3 separate regions of the Rattus norvegicus genome follow, and all the other regions are linked to region 1. A link is a contact called in public Hi-C data. All regions are on one chromosome and are shown on one strand. Each heading gives the region's core, a stretch centred on a gene start, on an enhancer-like site or on the middle of the called end of the contact. The rest is flanking DNA. Distances are from core to core; before and after follow the strand shown.

What was found. Hi-C and Micro-C count contacts between places; a contact is called where the count stands out from the background.
Region 2: a contact with region 1 is called in a Hi-C map of prefrontal cortex, with 3 times the contacts expected there. The contact joins two enhancer-like sites. A contact is called at or near these places in 2 of 12 Hi-C or Micro-C datasets (frontal cortex and prefrontal cortex).
Region 3: a contact with region 1 is called in a Hi-C map of frontal cortex, with 2.3 times the contacts expected there. The contact joins two enhancer-like sites. A contact is called at or near these places in 3 of 12 Hi-C or Micro-C datasets (Schwann cells, frontal cortex and kidney).

What each region holds. Positions count from the first base shown.
Region 1 is chr5:138,695,681-138,700,112 of GRCr8, forward strand. It overlaps a transcript of Hivep3 not described here. Among named protein-coding and RNA genes, the nearest start is that of RGD1563049, 55 kb to the right of the region's middle. Within about 2 kb of position 2,606, at least 38 of the 93 cell types and tissues checked have an H3K27ac peak or open chromatin away from gene starts, as enhancers often do.
Region 2 is chr5:138,779,613-138,784,044 of GRCr8, forward strand. It overlaps a transcript of Hivep3 not described here. Among named protein-coding and RNA genes, the nearest start is that of RGD1563049, 28 kb to the left of the region's middle. Within about 2 kb of position 2,684, at least 7 of the 93 cell types and tissues checked have an H3K27ac peak or open chromatin away from gene starts, as enhancers often do.
Region 3 is chr5:138,760,888-138,765,319 of GRCr8, forward strand. It overlaps a transcript of Hivep3 not described here. Among named protein-coding and RNA genes, the nearest start is that of RGD1563049, 9.7 kb to the left of the region's middle. Within about 2 kb of position 2,469, at least 7 of the 93 cell types and tissues checked have an H3K27ac peak or open chromatin away from gene starts, as enhancers often do.

The DNA.
Region 1 (4,432 bases), core at 1,356-3,855:
GTGAGAAACAACTTCCACACCAAAAGCTAGAGAGATGGGGCTTAACATTGGCAGAGAATGGGATGAAGTATGACTGAAGCACTGGGTTTCGTTAAATCTTTGGAGACAAGGTCCCTGTGGGTCACTACAAAGACAATGGAGTCTCACAATGCTGTGGGCTTCAGCGTGCATTAAGCCCATGCAGGGGCAGTTGAGAGCTGGGCTTCAAAGAGAGAGGGTGTGGGCCCAAATCTCCTTCTGGATTCCTGACAGCTTGACCAGAGTAGGATTCCTGCTTGGTGCTGTACTATTACAGGGAGTTGAGCAGCAGAAAATAAAATCGTTTTCTCAAGCCTTCTTGAGATTTAATGTAAAGAAAGAATGCTTTTGTCAGGAACACTGCCTAGATCTATCAACAGGGATAAAGATGGCTTTCATTTCTTCACAACATGCCTCTCCCCTTCCTTTGACACCACAGTGGCAGACACTCTGGCTTCCTCTGCCCCCTTCCTCCAGGCCTGGGTAGAAGAAAGGCTTTGAGAAGAGTGACAGGCTCCCTGTGGTAGGTCTGTACCTTGTCACCAAGCCTCCTAAGCTCAGATCTGTGGTAGCCACAGGAGAGCCAGCTCCATGCTGTGTGGCTGGTGACATTTCCGGCTGCCAGTACCCAACCAATCAGTGACAGATTCAGCTAGCTAGGATGATGACACATGAAATATGCTAATTTTCTCTAAAGAATCTGGGAGTGGAGAGGTGGGGAGAGTAGTTTTGGCTGGGAGGGTGAGGCAGACAGGGCTAGGTAAGAGAGAGCCAGGCATGGGTTTCAGTGGTCTGCCTGGCAGGACCAGGAGAGGGAATGAGAGTCAGGGCTAGAACCAGAGGGACCTGTCCTGGAGTGGCCCTAGGAACACAGTGGTGGAGGGGCCTGCTGATGGCCAGGAACAAGGGGGGCAGGTAGCAGGGCCGGGATGAAGTTCTGGGGCTCTTGGGTAGAAGACACGGTCTTTCTTTCAAACAGGAGTAAAGTTCCTTTTTGTTTTTCTCAGTGGTACCTCTTTAAAAACTAAACCAAAACTGGAATGGATGCCATCTGGGTAGCTGAAGTAGTTGGCATGTGCATTCTAGGCTGGAGTGGGCTGTTGTTCAACCTCCATGCTCCAAAACCCCCCAAAAGTTAAAAACAGAGCAGCAATGAAACCTTGCTAACAAAACATTGAAGAGGAGCCAATCAGAAGAGTCAAACAGCGAAGGCCAGGTGTCAGTCTCAATTCCCGATGCAAGCAGAAGGAAACCTGTCCTATGACGGATCTGAGACTGATTCTCACGGTGGCTCAGAAATGCTGCCTGAACCGTCCTTTGGTTCCCTGAGACTTCAGGGGAGGGCATGCAGGGCACCTGGGAGAAAGCTGGGGGTGGAGGGTGGGGTTCAGCAGAGACCTCACTGCCTCCAGTCACCTGGCCCTTCTGGCCCCTCAGGAGCAATAAGGGACCCCAGAGGAGTGACCCTTGTTTTGAGAAGTCTGCTGAAAGTCTAACCCATTGAACATGAATGTTTAGAAGTGTTCGCATGCAGTGCTACTCATCAGTGGGAAGCCCATCACGAAATAGACATGTGTGCTTTGCTTATATCCTGTATTGCCTATGTTTCTCCCACCAAGTAATGTATTATCCACATGCGCAGATATATGAAAGTCAATGAACACTGTCACTACCTGAAATTTTGCCCTGCGTGGCAATAGGCCTGGTGCTTTCTTCCAATATTCCCAGCCATGCTATTCAAGTGATAATTGGTGTACTGTATCTTTAAAAGGTTAAAACCCCTTTTAAAAAAAAGATCTGGACTCCTAGTGGAAAAGACAAGCTGGGCATGGGTTGGCTCTGGATTCGGAAAGCAGCTGCTGATTAGATTCTGTGTCTGCGGGCTGAATTTATTCCGTGTTTCCAGCAGGAATTCAAGAGGGATGCTTCTGTTTGGGTTTCTGATCGTGATTTATATTTATTCAGAGGAATAACAGAGGGTGGATCTGTTCCCGGCGTGAGCATGCTCACCACCAGCTGACTCTCCCATTATCCCCCTGCCTAGTTTGGTGCTTCAGTGTACATGAGTATTCCGTGTGCATATGTGTGTATACAAATACGCATGCACGCCTGGATGGACAGACGTACGCACAGGTTATTTCTTAAGAACAATTCCTTCAATAAGGTCTTTACCCCTTACTTGAAACAGGTGTTTATGAAAAAAAATGCACTATATCCCGACTGACCGGAATAATTGAAGAAGGGTGCTGGATCCGTGGGTCAGAGAACACACAGGACCAGCTTGCTACCCCAAGGCTGAAGGTAGGGGACTCTGGGGTTTTTATTCCGCGGACGGATTCCTTGTGCTTTATTTTTCCCTGATTGTGTTTTCTCCCGCGGCCGCCACCGGGAAGTGCCTGCCACAGTGCTGGGATTCCATTTTGTCGCTGCCTTTCTCACACCAGGTGTCTGGGTGGCGGTGGCGGGGCTGGCAGGGTGGCCACCGTGTGCGCGGTGGGCTGCGAGCTCGGCCTGGCTTGGGGAGCGCGAACCTCAAGTGACCCCCGCGCGTCAATCACTCGCAGCGGCGGCTGGGCTGTAACCCTGTGCGTGCCGCGCGCCCCCGCGATCGCTCAGCTGCGTTGCGCTGCAGACCTGGCTCCTGGGCCAGGCTGCTGCTCTAGGAAGGGTCAGGCTCCAGAGATGTCTGTTGCTGCTTGGTAGAAGGATCATATTGGTCTGATGCTGGGTGCCAGCATTGAAGGGAGAAATTTTTCCCCCTGCTCACAGTCCTGCCATCCCCTGAAGACAATTCCAAGGTGGGGGTGGTGGTGGTGGGGGGAGGAGGATCACACCTTTTCAGTCCTCTTCCCAAAGCACACTACACCACACCAAACCCGAACTCCAACTGAGGTGGGAGTGGGGTTGGGGTAATGTCTTATCCTGTCACTAATAAAGCAGGTACCCCTTCCTAGATGCCCCACATTTCATCATATTTTAAAATGGGAACACTGCTGGTGACGAATGGTCCCTGGGGAGGTGATGGACATCCAGACTGGTGGCTGGGACAGAAGTGGTGGAGTAGAGGAACTTGGAGACCTATTTGGACATCCTTGAAGCTGGCTGGTTTGGTTTTACTGCTTGTCAAGGTCAGGACCCTGTCTGTGGCTTGACCTGCCCTTGAACCTGACAATGTTTGTACAAGAGCCTGCTGGCTTGGAGAAGTGGTACCCTGAGGTTCTCTTCTTGCTTTGCATCTTGAAAGTTCTGGCAGCCTTTGGTTTTGCTAGGCAGAGGCCAGGTGCCCCGGAGATATCAGGCATTCTGTGACGTTTTGACCCAGGCCTGCCTTCTGTTGTTGGGGTGGGGAAGGAGAACAAGGCATTTGTTGAATTAACCTCTACAGAAGTGTTCTCCAACCCATGTTTATGTAGTTATGTAATCACAACTAATGATCAGACCCTGTGCCCAACTAGCATCAGCCTTCCTGCACTAAAGTTGGTTACTTCTGTTGTTTATAATATCTTTATGTAATTATGTGAGGGATGATGACAGGAAGCATGTAGGGACCAGGACAAATCCTTTGAACAACTTGAGGGTCAAGAATACAGGCAAAGAGCAGGATTATTGCTTGAGGACAGAGGTCTCAGAATTGGGTTGGTGTTGATCTGAAACTTTCCCCCGACTTCTGCCCAGGTGATACTTGTCTGAACTTTCTGCTGTAGTCTTACCCCTCTCTGTTTGTGGAGAAGGATATAGCCACCTCTGCAGGGCCCTCAGATTCCTAACTCAAAAGGATAAAAGGACACTGGGTCTAGGTGGCCACTTAGGTACCTCTAGAGGAAGAGCCAGAGAGAAGTCTGTCTCGTCACCTGTGCCAGTCTTTCTCTGGGCTGGGATGCCCTGTGGATGGGGTGGAAAGAGACCCTTGTTGATGATTGACATCTGCTGCTTGAAGTGGAGACTTGCAGGAGCTGGATGTCCTTTCCATCCTTGCGTTGTAATGTTAGGGGCTTTGCAAGGTAGGATAGCTGTCCTGTGAGGAGCTCTGCAGGCAGGAGAGCTTAACTCTCCCTCCCATCCAGCTCAGTAAAGTACCCACAGTCCACAGAGCTCTTAACACAGACTCTGGTCATATTCCTTACCTACTCCTCCTGGGGCTGGTAGGTAGGTTTGCTAAATTGGTGACTAAATCTGGCCTCCTAAGGCTAAAATTATTTTCTGGCCCTCAATACCCTGGTATAGCAGTTGGCTGGTAGGGGTGGGGGCCTGGGGGCATTGTTGCTTTAAGAGCTAACTACTACTGTGTGCTCTGTAGATCAAGATGTGCTCAATTGGCACTATTGTCAAGATATCTCCGCCCACTGTATTACAGCAGTGGCCACCCTCCTCAGAGTGCAGAAGTGTAAGCTGCTCTTGGACCCCTGCCAAATGA
Region 2 (4,432 bases), core at 1,434-3,933, 84 kb after region 1:
ACTCATCTCTCAGTTCTTAGGAAACCCACTATCGAAACCCACAGGCTGACCATATCTTTGGGGTGGAGGTTTCAGTGGCTAACACTTAAAGCCATTTTCACCCTCAGCCTTGAATACATGATGTACCTAAGTCCCTCCCATTGCCTTCTAGGCCTGGCCTGTGCTCACCTTGGAAAACTCTGAGTCCTCATAGTGCTAGCCACGCCCATGCTCTTACCCATCACAGAGACTTCCCACGTGTTTCTCCTGCCTGGAACTTTCTTTCATATAGCAGCTGGCCCGTACCAGAGAGCAGCTCAGTTGTCTCCTGCTACCCCTGCCCCCAAATCCTCCCTCATTGTCCCACATCACCTCTTCCCTGGAACCATCTTACTCATTTCTCTCCTGGGTTTATTGTCCACGTCCTCTGCTCCAGCTAGGCTCTGTCCTAGCAGGGAACTTTTCTGTCCCAGTCACTACCATGTCGCCAAACCCCAGAACAGTATTCTGTATGCACTAGGCAATAAATGCTTTTGGAAGAAAAAAAAAGCAAGAATGGATTTATGGAAAGAAATGCTTTTAAAAAGAAGTAGCTTCCCATTTGAGAGTGGGAACTAACGTCTTTGCTCCCACTAATGTCCAAGGGATGGAAATATTAATGCATAATAGAATTTTCCTATGAGCCTGCAGTACACATAGTGACACATGAATAATAATTATAAGATTAGCATGCTGTGAGAGGCATGGGGAATGGAAGTTAATACATTGCAGGACAAGATTTCACTAGAAATAGAGTCTGGAAAACTAATTTGCCCAGGTCCTGTAAGCTTCCCAGCTGAATTCTGGTGGGAGGAGCTGCCTCAGGAAAGTGAGCACTGCCACCAAGTTCTAGTTTTGTGAATCATGGCCCAGCTGTGTGACTCCAGGTCATTCCCCTCAACCCTCTTGGGCTTGCCTTTCCTCATCTATAAAATGGGAGCACACTAACCACTAGCGTGGTCCTGAATGTCCCTTGAGATGTTAGTTGTGATCCATGAGTCCAAAGTGGGGCAGGGGCAGGGATTACCCTCACATAACCAGGTTCTCTTGAAGTTCTGCACTTGAGCTTGCTCATGTGAGCCGGTGCTGGCCTGGCGTGTTCTGCTGAGTGCTGGCTAAGGGGTGCTCTCTCTTTTTGGCCTCTGCAGTTGGCTTTCCAAAGCCTCAGAGGCATGACATATTGAGGCTTGGATTTCATACACAACCAAAAACAAAAAGAAAAAGAAAAAGAAAAAAAAGAAAAGGAGCCAGTCTTCCTGACTCTTATGTCTTCTGGGGATCTCCCTCAGGCAGCAGAATTAGTGTGCAAGGTCAAGAACTCCAGAATGTTGAGAAATAAAATATTGTTCACTGGAGAGCACACTGGGTGTGGCATTGAGGAACAGACATTTTGGAGAACTCCAGGCAAGGGTAGCTGTGGGTAGCTGAAGGGAGGCACTGGAGCCCTAGGTGAGAAAGCTCAGGCCACCAAGGCTGGAGGAAACTATTCGCCTCTACTGCATGACCCCATACTGTGCCTATAGGCAGCACTGTCACTCACTGAGGGGTCCTTGCTGTAGGACCTCCACCCTGTTCATGCAGTCCTGGTGTTCAAATCTGGGGCTGAGGCCTGGAGTCCAGAAGGAAATGCTTCATGTTGTGGAATAGAGATTGTGTATGGAGTTCTCTACTTGATGCTGTTTTAATGGTCTCTCATGATTATCAGAGACCACTGGCCCTGTGATATGAAGGCTTCTGCTATGGTTCTTAAAAATATATGTTTTGCTGTCTACACCTTCAGGTTCTATATATATTGTTTCAGCCATCTACAAATCTAAAATGTTTTAAAAACAATTGTGAGGTATCTGGATTGAATATGTTCTGTCTTTTCTCTAGTCATTACTCCTTAGCCAGACTATATACATATACATCACACATACACATGATATACATGCACACACATAGACACATATATGCACAATAGACATATATATACACACATATACATATGTATGCACCCATATATGCATATATATGCACACATATATAGTTGCACATGTAATATATAGTGGGTGACTGCATAACATTTACATTGTGTTGCATACTAATCTGGAGATGATTTAAAGTATATTGTGGAGAGGTACATAGGTTATACGCAAGTACTGTACCATTTTATATATGGTACTTGAGACTTCTCCTGTGCTGGTGTAGGAACCCTCGAACAAATCCCCTGTGGATACTGAAGGATGTCTGTATAGACAGCAGCCAAGAGGAGGTTTCCACAGTGGCCTCTGCTCACCAGAGTCTTGGGAGAGAAGTAGCACCTCATTCCCTGTTAGTGATTGGGAGAGAGTGCATGGGGCTCATGGGCTCTCCAGTCTCCTCTATGCCTCTGTATCTTGTTCCATGTGTTTGAGAAGAGGACCAGCTGGTGGAGATTGCCTGGAGTCTCTGTTTTCCAGCTGCCTTACCAGAAATGCTTCCATAGCATCAGGAAGACAAGCCACGCTTGACAGAGTCCCCCATACGAGCCAGGTGGAGGGAGTTCTGTATTAGAGTTTGGATTACCGGATGCAAAGCTTCTTATAGTTTTACCAGGCATAAAAAACAGAGCCTCAGTGCCTGTCCTCATCTCTAAAGTGAAAGGTTTGGCTCGGAGCCTGGAGACAGCTGCTCGGAGACTCTCAGAGGCCTCAGAGTATTTGTGGCCATGATTAAGTTCACTTAGGGCCAGGAAACTACTCCACTCTAAGTGGCTCTAGGGCCACTGGGCCCCTGCATCATCCCATAGGCTGTATCTGGGGAGCAGAAACCCAGCACAGCCTTGCTCATCTGTGTCTCCAAGGGAAGTGTGTTCCCATTCTGCAAGTGGGGAGCTATTAGACTGCTGGATTCTCAAACAAATGGCCAATCTGAGGTCCCCTCTCCACGGCCTGCTGATCAGTCTTGTCTTGATACTTGCTAATTTCCTTTCCTAGGCAAACTTGTCACCACCACTCCGAAAATAAGGTGTCCAGATGGGAACACAATGCGGATTGGATCCACTTGTTACAGCGTAAGGCTGCTGGTTAGTCAGAATTCACATGTCTCCTCTGACAGCCTCATGCTGGGTTGATTTCTAGACTGTGGCTTTCTGTGAAACACCTGCCCATTTTCAGTCTTTGCAGAATTTGACCTTTGTGCTCCTTTGTGGGTGAAGGGCCGGTACAAAGGGAAGGAGTGCTTCCCCCACCCCCCAACCCCCGCAGGAGGAACTGGGCAGCCCCATGGACTTGTGAACTGCTATTCTAAGCAATAAACAGTTTAGTGACTGGGCTTGTTTGTTCAGCTTTTTTGAATGGCCGATGGCCATGGCCACCCTTCTTTATAATGTATGCACTTAGGGGTTTCTCTGGGTCTCTTAATGCGTGTCCTCAAAGCATGTCTAGCTCTAACTGAAGTGATAAGGAGCCATCTCTGTGGGTACAGTGGCTTCTACTGCATGAATTTGAACTTCTTTTAGGAATTTATTTTAGCTCCCCCCACCACAAAAGACTCACTTATTTCTTTATTTTTACCTCCCAACTTCTATTTCTTATCTCCTCCTGGCATCTTGCCATTCCCCAGCAGCCACAGCATATCATGAGGGGGCGCTTCTTTGGAGGGGCCTGAACTGTGTGCACTGTAGGTTTGCTGTATCGGACTGGCTGCCGGGGTGAGTCACAGACCTCTTTGTGTGCACACCCTTCTACTCCCCTTAGTCTAGCATCTCCTTTGTTATCGTGAGAATGGGGTAATGACAGCACAGCCTTGCAGAGAGACGATCTGTAACGAGACAGATGCATCCGAAGTCCTGAAAATAAAGCAAAGTGAGTTTTAAAAATATACACTATTGTTATGCTATGCTATGGGCTGAGGTGGTGAGGATAGCCCAGTCACTGCTCAACTCTTTTCCTAAACAAAGTAAACAAACAAACAAACAAACAAACAAACAGAAAGCACAGATCTTGGAGTTCACAATGATATGTGTTCTTCAGGGGAGGCCAGCAGGGGCCACTGTCCCCACCATGAGGAAGACAGTCCAGATGACTGGCTGGCAGTGCTCCAGTTGGCCAGACCCTGCAGCAGCTCAGGACTCAGGCAAGTGGGAGAGAGATAAACAAATCAATAACCAGCTGCAGAGCCCTCTAAGGGCTGAAAAAGGTCATTCAGGACATTTGGCGTTGATAGGCAGGGACTGGGAAGGAGACATGGACAAGGTGTAGGGCAGGCAGGATCCCAGATGAAGATCCAGTAACTTCAAAAGCTACATGGCTGTTCAGACAATCCACAACCCATATGCCACGGAGGCTAACTGGCCTCTCAGAAAGACTTATGGGGATGGAAAGTGACAACAGAATCTTTTTAAATGGCACAAATGGTTCAATGGTGAGCCGTTTTTAAAGGATACAACCAT
Region 3 (4,432 bases), core at 1,219-3,718, 65 kb after region 1:
CTTCAAGGGATCCTAGGGCACAGCCCTACATTATACCCTGAAACTACTGCAACAAATTGTTATAAGGAGAGGTCACAGAAAAGAACAGTTTATTTTATCACAGCTTCAGAAGTTAGGGGTCTGAAATCAGGGCATTAGTGAGGGCAGAGAAGTGTCTTCCCAGGCCTCTTGGTAGCTTCTGGTAGCTGCTGTCCATTCTTCCTGGTCCTTAGCTTATAGCCACATCACCGTCTCTTTGGTCACAGGCTTTCTTTTTATATGTATTTGTATGTGTGACTTCTTCTTAATTACAAGGGCTCAGTCATGTTGGACTAGGACTAACTCCTCTCCAGGGTCACCTTAACTTAATCAATTATATCTGCAAAGCCCCTGTTTTCAAATAAGGTCACAGTCTGGGTTCTGGGTGGGTGTGGCCTTAAGGCACCTTCCAATCTGGTGTAGGCTCTTTGGGAACAAGCGTTAAAGCTGGGAATGGTGGCCGCCGATGCAGAGATGAAAACAGAGCCAACAGACAGCTTGCCCAGGGCTGCACTCTGGATCTTCTGTGGTGACAGAAGCCTCCTGTACTGGCACCACTGGGGATGTGGCCGCTGTGACTGAAACACTGGGGTTTACATTGAATTTAGATTGTGTTGATCTACAATCGGTCTACCCCCTTTTCTGTAACGGTCCCTAAGCCTGAGGGGGAGGGATATGATGCAGACGTCCCAGTGAGGGATGAACGCTCCACAGCCTCACACTCTCTGCATCTTGAACGGTTGTGAGTCTCTGTAAGGAATCACCACCTACGACAAAGAGAAAGCCTGTCTGAGGAGGGTTCAGAGCTACACTAACTTATGGGTAGAAAGAGAAGTATTTAGGGTACAGCTTAATATTGTGTCCATCTAACTGAGTAAAGGTAGTAAGTGGTCCACAGGGGCCTAATGACCTCCCAGTGTGGGTTCTTGGCCCTATTAACAGCACCAGACATGAATTCCATCTTATGGAGCAAGTCTTAAATCCAACCTGAAAGCAGTTGGTTGCTCCCAAAACACTTGTGTCATCATTTTACCAACGGGCTGGGTGTTACTGTAGCTCAGAGGGTTCACAGCTATTTTTTTAAAGATTTATTTATTTACTTTATGTGTATGAATACACTGTTGCTGTCTTCAGACACACCAGAAGAGGGCATGGAATCCCATTACAGATGGTTGTGAGCCACCATGTGGTTGCTGAGAATTGAACTCAGCACCTGTGGAAGAGTAGTCACTGCTCTTCACTGCTGAGCCATCTCTCCAGTCCAGGTTCACAGCTATTTTAGATTGCTAATGATTCCCCCATGTCTACCCCAGCACCTTCTGGCATGATCTAGTGGGGAGGAAGCATCCCAGACAGTAGCAGTTTGATATAACTCAAATATATGGTGTACTAGTGTGTTCTGAGAGTAGTTGGAGCGGGGGAGTAGATGGTGGATTTCATCAATATATATATTCATATATAAAATTCTCAGAGAGAGAGAGAGAGAGAGAGAGAGAGAGAGAGAGAGAGAGAGAGAGAGAGAAAGATTGAGATTACATTGACCATAGCTAGTGGCCACTAAGGCAGAGCATCATCGTGGACCCTCTTGAGAATAGAACAGGAACAAAGTCGGGGCACGTGTACTTTAGAAATCTGACAAAGCCATTCATTTGCACCAAGGCTAGGCACTGGGCATTTATGAAGCTCAGCAAGGTAGAGGTAACCCTTCCTGGGATCTGGGAAACAAGTTAGCCACGTATCCCCACCCCTTCCTCCCAGGTTCTGCCCCCGGTGGTACCTGTTAAGTCAGGGCTCTGGATAGGTTGCATCCACTCTGAGTGTCCATATGTCTAGCATGCTCATACTCAGGCACTGGACTCCATAGTGCCAACCTCTGGGACTTTCCTATGGGAAACTTATGCAGGAGTTGCCATGAGAACACAGGAGTGACCCACTGTCATCTGCCGGATCAGAGGCTTCTCAAAGGACCTGGTGCTTAAACTGAAAGCAGTTTGTGCTGCAGGATCCCATGCCTGCTTAGTAAAGTTGTGTGCGGTGAGCATCTACCGAGAACATTCATTTATGCTTTGATACACAGAACCAGTCGGAGACTGCTTTGCGTTGGGACCTTGAGCAAAAGAGGTCAAAGGCTTCGTAATGGGCTCCACTTTGCCCTCTGTGGACCCTGAAGCTCATGGTGAGGAACCCACGGGCCAAGTGTGGCACCCTTGTGGGCACCAAGAAATGGAGGCTCAGAGAGGTAGTGAAACTTGACAATGTCACACAGCAAGTGATTGGATGGATGTAGTTATAAGCAGATTGCCGAGGATCCATTCCTGGACCCTCCAAAATCCTTGACACTCTTTTTGAGAAAAGGTAGTTTCAATTTTGCCTTAGCTAAAGTTGCTGTGAGCAGACACTGTTTTTTTTTTCTCCTCTGGGATTAGACACTGCTCTTGCTTCCAGTTCCATCTGGGATGGTGTTTTGTTGGGTTGGTGTTTTTGTTTTATGGACTGGCTGAGACGTGTAGGTGGATCCTCAAAAGGCAACAGCCATTTATGTTACATTTACATCATTTTGGCCAAATGTTCCACAGAAACAACTTAAAGGGAACAAAGATTTCTTTTGTCTTTTCAGTCCATCATGGAGGAGGCTGGGTGGAATGGCTCCTTCTATAAGTGATGGTGGTAGATGTCGTAGAAGCCCAGAGAATGGGGAGAGGGAGAGTCCTTGGCCTTCAAAGATCCACCCCTAGTGACCTGCTTCCACCATTTCCCTATTCCTACAGTAAGCTCTCCAACCTTTAAGTTTGTATTAGAGTCTGGGCACAGCACATCCAGTCTGCTGCCCGAGAGAGATACTGGCCTTTTCCTGCCCCCACCAGGATGTAAACTCCTAAGCTGTGCTGCATAGCACTGTATCCCTGGCTCCAAGCACCCTGCAGTGCAAGCTCTTCAATATTTTGGAATGAGTAAATGGGATTCTGTGCACACATCCCCAGCAGGAAGCTGGGAGCTGAGAGTGAACTTGTGCTGGATAGGTTTTGTCAAATTGACACAAACTGAAGGTGCAGGGAAGAGGGAACCTCAACTGAGGAGTTAGACTGGCCTGCGAGCACGTCCGTGGGGACACTTTCTTGATTAATGCCTGCTGTGGAAGGGCCCAGCTACTGTAGGTTGTGCCATCCCTGGGCAGGTGGTCCTGGGTTATATAAAAACTATAAATAGAAGGCAGACGGAGAAAGCCCTGGAGAGCAAGCCAGTAAGCAGCATGGCTTCACTTATGCATGTGTTCCTGCCCTGACTCCCCTCATGATGGTCTGTGAGTACGTGTATAAGCCAAGCAATCCTTTCCTCTCCAAGTGGCTTTCAGATCATGGTGCTTATCACAGGAGCAGAAAGCAAGCCAGTACAGGCCCCCTCCCACCCAGCTGCTTCTACCATTAGCCAGCTGGGTGACCCCTCTGAGCTCCTGTTTCCTCATCGGCAGAATGAGGTGGCTGAGTATAACGACCATTAGGAACTTGGACAGCTCCAGCATTCCATCATTCCTCCTGTTACTTATCTTGGCTTTCCAGAATATTTCCCAATAGCTGACAGTGTGGGCTCACAGATGACATTTCATAGTTCAATCGGAGTTTGAGAAACTTCTGTGGAAAACCATGCACTCTAGGGTCAATGGACACCATCAAAGCTGCCAGGCCTCCTTCACATGTCCTGTCCTGTAAAGAGAGAAAGAATGAACGTTGGTAAAAGTCACCCAAGGCAAAGGGGCCAGATCTCTGTCCTCATCCTGGGCAGGGCACTGGGTGCTGGGAGAAGGGGAGGAGGTCTCTGAGTACATATGCCTCCCCCACAGCCCTCACCAGGGCCCCAAGAAAGTGCTGTCAGGACTCTTCTTGAAGATGTTAAGGGTGTCTTTATTTTAATTTTGTTTGCCTCATCTGAAAATGCTGATTTCCAGACATGGGCAGAAATGAATCAGGCGGATTTCCCATGTTGATGTTTACAGGACTTTGATGTGGGGCATGGGGGGGGCACAGTAGATAGTGACAATCAAACATATCCACGTAGATATTCCAGTCAGGAAACTGCAGCAAATCACGTCTGTGGTTGGCACTCTTCAGCTCTCAAATCCAGGAGGTCAGTAGAAGCTTTGTACCTGAGTGCATCCACCCTTACCTGACAGGCAGAGGTCGTGGAGTTCAATATGCCCATTTGATTAGCGTGTGGGAGGAGGAAGAAGTAAAGGGGGAGAGAAATTGTCTCCAATTCTCCAGTAATGACGGCGACAGCAGCAACAATAATGTTATAATGATAGCTAATATTTATTGAGCCACATTTCTGTGCTATGCACTGTTCTAAAAACCATATGTGAATTAATTTACCCAGGCTTCTTTGTTTCTCTACAAGACGGGTACTATTATTTACCATT